2 separate regions of the Mus musculus genome follow, and region 2 is linked to region 1. A link is a contact called in public Hi-C data. All regions are on one chromosome and are shown on one strand. The core of a region is the stretch at or near the end of the contact, and the rest is flanking DNA. Distances in the headings are between cores, read along the strand shown.

Region 1 (3,647 bases), core at 141-2,640:
AATCTTCTTTGAAATGTCTTCCAGCACATTCCATAGTTCTTAAGTATTATTGTAACTAATATAAAGTAGAACTTTAAGTTACACGTTAATCTTAGAAATCTGCATTTTAGCATACATTACAGGTAACAAGGCACAAAGTAAAATATTTGTGTTACATTTTGCATTAATTAATTTATTTTGGAGGCACAAGCCTTTAATCACAATGCTTGGAAGGCTGTGGGTTTCGAGGCCAGCCTGGTCTACATGGAGTTTCAGGCCAGCCAGAACTACAAAGTGAGACCCTGTCTCAAACAATATGGTTTGTTCGTTCACTTTTTAAATTATGTATTAATTAATGTACGTGTGTGAATGCAAACGTTCCCAGACTCCAGTGAGGGTGACAGTAGCCCAGGACTTGGTGCTTTTGAGTTGCCCAGTGTGGGTGGTGGGAAGTGTGACCTTAGGTCCTCTGCACGAGGGCTCAGTTCCCCAGTCCTCTAACTGCCATCTTCCAGCCTCAGTTTTCGTATTCTTTACACATATAATTTCATTTCGTTTCATTTTTTTTTTCCAAGAAATCCAGGGAGCGTTTTAACTTCGGCAGTTTAAACGGCTTGCCCAAGCACACCAGGGCTAAATTCAAACCCAAGTTTCTTAGATGGTCACTGTTAAGGACTGGGTAAAACCCCAAACTGATATTAACTGCTCAGTAACGCGATGTGTTGGCCCAGAGCAAACCATGTCATTTTTCTCAGTATCCCAAAGAAACAGCACTCACGACGAACCTCCTGTTTAGAGATGTTAGGTCTCAACAGGACTAATTTAAATCTTACTAAACTTTTGAGTCCTTCTGAAAACCCCTCTGGGGTTCATCAGTTACAAGCACGAAGTCAGCAATTACAGGGACATCAAAAGAGCAAACGATCCCCGAACGCGAACGCTTTATTTTTTAAAAAAGCACGGGGGACAGATTCCAGAAAGACAGGGCTAACAGGAAGCTGTGCGGGGCGGCTCGCACCTCTCGGCGACAGGCCAGCCTCCGACCGTCCAGGGTCCCGCGGCCCGGGTCCGTTACGGCGCCCTGGGCCCCGGGCTGGGCGAGCTGCGGCCGGCGCCGCCGGTTCACCCGAGGGCGCCTCACACAGGGCTGAGCTGGCGGGACTTGGGACGTGTCACGGACGCCCCGAGGCAGCGCGGCCACGTCCCTCACCCCGCCGTCGGTCGCGGACCTCCCTCCCCGCGCTCCCGAGTCCGCCCCGGGGCGTCCTCTTACCTCGCCCTACCCAGCCCCTCCAGAGGCGGAAGGCGCCGGCCGGGCGTCGGGCCGCACCGCCCCCGTCGCCACCGCGCCCACCGGCCGCTCCGCCCCTTCTCTCTCTCTCGCGCGCGCGGGGGGAGCCCGCGGCCGTCCCGGGGGGAGGGGGAGGGGGCGTCGGCGCGCATGCGCGGCGCGCACAGCCCCGGAAACTTCGACGAAGTTCGGAGCCCCGCCCCCGCCGTCCCGCGACCTGCCGCCCCCTGCCCGGACTGACGAGTCGGCCCGGCTGTCCCGAGCGCCATGTCGGGTTCTTCTAGCGTCGCCGCCATGAAGAAGGTGGTCCAGCAGCTCCGGCTGGAGGCCGGGCTCAACCGCGTGAAGGTGAGCGGGCGTGGGCGGGCGGTGGGCCCCGGGGTTGGGGGGAAGCGCGAGCCGACACGCGGCTCCTCTGGCCGGGCTGTGGGCCGAGGGCGAGGAGGGGGCCCGCCCTTCCGCCGCCCGCCGACTCTCGGCGGCCCCGGCGGGTCTCGCCAGCGACTTCCGTCTCGCACGTCTCACCCAGGCTCACTCCCAGCCCTCGTCCTTTGAACACACACGAGTCCGCCTGGGTAGCTCCGGATGGCGGCCTGATGAGCAACTTTTGTTTGCGGATCGTCCCGGGAGTCTCCGGACTCCACCTTTGTGGGGGTCCAGCCTCGAACAAAGAGGTGTTTGCAGCAGACGCCGCGGCGTGCTCGGCTGACCTTGCTGGGGTGTCTGTTTACCCGAGAAACCGCTGGCCGCTGGCCTGGGAGCTTGCGGTCTGGTTGGGGGGTCGGGTCTTGGGCTGTTGACTTTTAGGGAAAGGCTGTCCTTGTTGGTAGACAGCTAGGCATTCAGACGCTTTGGCTCTAAGGACCGTTTGGTTTATTTTTTTCAACTCCTAAACGGATTTGGCCTCTTTCTGACGTAATAGGTCGGGTTACATGTGAAACACTTCCCGGTGATTATAAAAAGAAACAAGAATATAAGTCGCCTTGCTAGACCCTGCCAGTTTCCAAGGTGATTTGATTTTATATTCAGCAGGCTAGTCCTTATTTCTAACGTGCTTTTGGAGAAGGCTTCTATTTAGCTTTCTTCTCAAGTAGAAATGTCAGAGACTGCTCAACTTCCTTGTGGTAACCATAGGAGGAGGGTAGGGAGACGCCCAATCAGTCTTGGTTTGGACTCTAATCATATTCTCACTTTTCATCCAAGTGACTTAGTCTTGGCCAGATTAGAGCTCTGAAATTTGAAGTGATCTATTGATCATCATCATTCATATATAATAACTGTCATAAAGTAGGCCAGGAAGGAAAAAAATAGTGGGTTGGGGGAGGAAATAAAGACAGGTACGTGTAGTAATTACAGTGGCGGTACTTAACCCTGGTGGCCCAAAGCAGTGAGCTAGCTCCCAGAGGAGGACTTCCTTTTCTTTGAAAACCCTACCTGCTCTGTGGCTACCTCCTAGCTTCTCTTGCCTTGCGTCCTAATTCTTCTGAAGGCTTCTCACTGGGATGACTCGAGCCACCACAGACAAACAGGTTTTTGAAGTTTCCATGGCAAGGCTCATCTCACTTGGGAATGTTACATGTCTAATCTAGGTTCCTAAATTAGGTTAGGTGCCATTTGATATCATCCATGTACCACACCTATGCTAGGTGCTTTTTGTGTGTGACATTTTAAAGCTAGCATAAACTTACTATTGTATTCGTTTAGGTGGTAATTACAAGTGCTTTTTTTTACCAAACTCTCAGGTAGGTCAGGACATTTGGAAGCCTGACTAATAGTTTTGCAGTGTCAACCTCCTGGATGGTAGATAGTGGCTGCTCTGTGGCTTGGGTACTAGCAGCCATTCCATCTTAAGTCTCAAGGTTGCTGTTTAGAATGCTGGGTTTTGTTTTCTTGAGACAGGGTTTCTCCATATAACCCTGGCTCTCCTGGAACTCTCTGTAGAGCAGACTGGCCTCAAGCTGAGGTCTGCCTGCCTCTGCCTGCTGGGATTAAAGGAGTGCACCCCAGCGGCCTGGAGCACTGTTAGTCAAACAGCCTTAGGTTTCTCACCGTTCCTTCCCTAGGATTCTGTGCCTAGAGATACAGTCCATACATCGTGGTACTTGGAGAAATGTGTGGGAAAGGAATTAACAGGCACTTCATGCTAACTGCTGATCTTGAACAAAACCAAATGCTGTAACACTGAAAACTCATACTTTACCTTCCATACAGTAGCCACTTTTAAGAGGCAAAGCAGGGTGTGGGTTATTTGTACAAGCGTTTAAGAACTGCAGGAACCTCTAATATTCAGTCCATGAGTCACATGAGACGTATTATACTGAATTGTTGTATAAGCCAAACACAGGTAGATTGAAGCTGAGTTTAACTTATCCAGGGT
Region 2 (3,424 bases), core at 451-2,950, about 12 Mb after region 1:
TCTGTAGACTCTAAAACAAAACACAACAAAACTCTAAAATACATTTGGGTGAAGAAACTGCATGTGATACAGTATGGTCAGACCACACCAAATCTACTTTTCAACTAATACTGTTTTTCTCATTAGGATGACAAAAGAGTTATGCAGCCTTCTCCCTGCATATGTTCTTTACATTTAAAAGAAGGGGAGAAAATCGGGGCTGGAAAGATGGCTCAGTGTTTAGAAGCACTTAAGGTTTTTTCAGAGCACCAAAGTTTGATCCAGGCACCCACATGGCAGGCGGCTCACAATCATTGCATAACCACAGTTGCAAAGGATCTGATATTTTCTTAGAGCAAAAAAACACAAACATAAATACACAGAAAACAAATTAATTTAAAAACTCATTTCTGTGATGGCTGACATGTTGATGGCTAACTATGTTTAAAAGTTAAAAATCTCTGTAGTTAGGCAAAATTAGACCTCCTATGTTAAGGACTGCTAAGGATATATATTTTTAACTGATGTTCCTGTAAATAAATTTGTTCTGCTTGAACATAAACACATTGTAATTTTGCATTCTTTGCCTTTATAAACCCGACTGAGGTGGCTGGGCGCTGCATTCTAGTGAATCTCTAAACATCCCCCAGACTCATAACCATTTCATACTGGTGAGATGGCTCTGCAGGTTGGTGGAAAAAAAAACCCACTCCCTCAAGTTGTTCTCTAACCTCCTGAGGCACCAGGGCACGTGAAACCCTATTCACGTGTGCAAAAAGAAACACTAAACTTAAAGAGGAATGTAATAGAAAATCAATTTCAGTCAAAGAATTTGGTCTGCGCTGGACACAGGATTCACGGCCCTGCCCACGTTAGGGAATTATATCCCCAGCCCTGGATAGTTGAGGGCTACTTCTTCGTTTGGGAAAATATATCAATACTTTGTAAACTCCAGGAAAAACTAAGCAGGAAATCGCTACTTATTAAATAAAATTTTCTTTTTTGTATTTACAACAAAACTACGCATTTAAATTTTCTTTGCTTTCTTTCTTTCTTCTTCTTTTTTTTTTCCTTTTTTCTTTTTTGAGACTGTTTCTCTGTTGCTCTGGCTGTCCTGGACTCGCTGTGTAGACCTGGCTGACCTCCAATTCAAGAGATCCATTTGACTCTGCCTAATCTAGTGCTGTGATTAAAGACGTGCGCCACCATGCCAGGTCAGTATTTACATTTTCATTATCCGAAGTTATTTTTAAAACTTCTTAAGACTGGATTATCGGTAAATCAGTGAAAAATGAGCTTCGTAAGCGTGGGACCAACTGCATAAGTTAGTCTGTAAGCGAGCAGGATTCGAAGTCCGAGCCCTTCACCACAGCTTTTAGCTGTCAGGTGGGTACTTAAGCTTAAGGGCCAAGCTTCGTGTCACTCGCCATCCTGTTCTCCGGGATCAATTCGATCACCGCACTGAACTCAGCGATCCCCAGGCCTGGCGCCCAGGGCCACAGGCCGCGCCTCAGGTTTCGACGCCGCCACGTTCTGATGCGACGTTGGGTAGCGCAGCCATGCCCGACCGCGCTGTCTAGGGAGCCCATGTTCCCCCCACGAGGACCTCTCAGCCCGTTAGACGCACTTACCCGAAAGAAGTTTCTCCTGAGGGCGAGGTTGGTGAGGGCAACGGAAGGGCTCGTCGGTCCTGCGGTCCCGGGAGCTGGCGGTGACGACATCAGCGCGCGCAGCTAGGGCAAGGCCCGGATTACTGTGAGGCGGAAGGGGCGGGGTTATCCAGCCATGGCACCTTGAAACGTCACAGCCGTGGTCGGGGCTTCCGGTGTGAGCTTTTGAATATGTCGCGCCAGCTGAGAGCCCCTAGGTTTGACCCTCGTGCGGGATTCCACGCGGAGGGCAAGGACAGAGGCCCCTCTGTTCCCCAGGGCCTGCTGAAGGCAGCGAGAAGCAGCGGCCAACTCAACTTGGCGGGAAGGAACCTCGGGGAAGGTGAGGCAGCGCGCGAACATCCTCTTGGTCCCCTGTGCACCCACCCGCGCCTGCTCCGTGGCCCTGCTAAGACTGGCCTTGACTTACTCGAAGTGTTCACTGAGATGTCCACAGAATACGGGATAAACATCGTAGTTTGGGAGTAAATTCGCTGTGAGATAGAGGATAGGCAGGTATTTGATTCGCCTTCCTCTTATTTTCGTTTTACCAGCTCCCCTCTGTGAGCTTAGAATAATTTTCTTTCAAGCCTAGCCTTTTTTTTTCTTCCACTTGAGGAAAATCCCAATGACAAACATACTCCTTATCCTAAGTACTAATTCAGAGTAAATGCTGCGGAGTATATGAATTTGAGAACATCCTGAGAAACCTATGAATGATCAACAAGCACAAATCTACATATTACTAAGTATAAATAAATACCTTTGTAGTGTATGTGTTTGGTAGGAGAGGACAGAGACAAAGAGAGGATTGAGAAGTGAAGCATTCTTTCTGTAATATTTTTTTCTACTTGCATTGATTAAAATCTTCCACTTCTAATAATGTACTTATGTATCTGTAAGGTTGACTAAGTAAAGACATTATGTGTATGCTTACTGAATGTGATGATTACTTGTGTCAAGTTGACACAATCAATGAGGGATTATTTAGATCATGTTCTCTATGAAGAACGTCTATGAAGACCTGTCTTGATTGATAATTGATGTAGGAAGATCTAGCCCACTGTGGGTTGTGCCATTCCCTAAGTTGGGTCTTGAATCCAAAGGTTGAGTCGTATAAAAAAGTGTGCGTGCCTTAATTCATTTCTCCCTCTGCTCTTGATTGTAGTTGTGTTGTGAGTAGCTGTTCCAAGTTCCTGCCATCTTGACTGATGGCCTGCAAATGAAATTATGAGCTAAAATAAACTTTTTCTCTAAGGTTCTTTGTTATGGTATTTTACCACAGCGTCTGGAAAGAAGAGTAGAATAGAAATTGGTACCCAGAAAGTGGATAAATCTGACTACATGGTTCCTAGGATATTTGAACTATTTTATATGGCTAGAATGTGGAAGGCTCTGGAATGTAGGTCTAGGAAAAAAGCTGAATGTTATGGGCAGAGCATAATGGACTGTGTTTTGGTTTGTTTTGTTGTTATGGGAAGTTGGAAAATAAGAATGCTGACAGAAATGTAGACATTGGAAGCCTGACTTTTGAAGTTTTACAGGGCAACAAGGACTGTGGTGGGAACTGGGTTAGCTGCCATTTGGATTATATTGTGGCCAAGAAATGGCTTCCTTCTTTCTACCCATGTCCTGAGTACCTGAGAGAAGACAGATATACTGGTTCGTTTGGCAGAGGCAATTTTGGGAGAGTATTCAGACTGGTATTGAAAACCGTTGTATAATTGCTATACCATTGTAAAGCAGCCTCTTGCACAGCATTGGGACAATAGGAAAGTGGTTTTTTTTTTTTTTTT

The links. A called contact is a pair of places that touch in the nucleus more often than the background predicts.
Region 2: a contact with region 1 is called in a Hi-C map of CD8 T cells, with 7 times the contacts expected there. The contact joins the promoter of Srsf11 here to the promoter of Spata1 in region 1. A contact is called at or near these places in 1 of 39 promoter capture datasets (pre-B cells) and 1 of 484 Hi-C or Micro-C datasets (CD8 T cells).

What each region holds. Positions count from the first base shown.
Region 1 is chr3:146,498,403-146,502,049 of GRCm38.p6, forward strand. It overlaps Spata1 (spermatogenesis associated 1), which reads right to left and starts at 1,391. Exons shown (of 15, transcript NM_001316756.2): 1 at 1,253-1,391. It overlaps Gng5 (guanine nucleotide binding protein (G protein), gamma 5), which reads left to right and starts at 1,434. Exons shown (of 3, transcript NM_010318.2): 1 at 1,434-1,618. The coding sequence starts at 1,538.
Region 2 is chr3:158,034,906-158,038,329 of GRCm38.p6, forward strand. Srsf11 (serine and arginine-rich splicing factor 11) reads right to left here and starts at 1,701. Exons shown (of 13, transcript NM_001379531.1): 1 at 1,611-1,701. The coding sequence starts at 1,700. It overlaps Lrrc40 (leucine rich repeat containing 40), which reads left to right and starts at 1,777. Exons shown (of 15, transcript NM_024194.6): 1 at 1,777-1,971. The coding sequence starts at 1,821.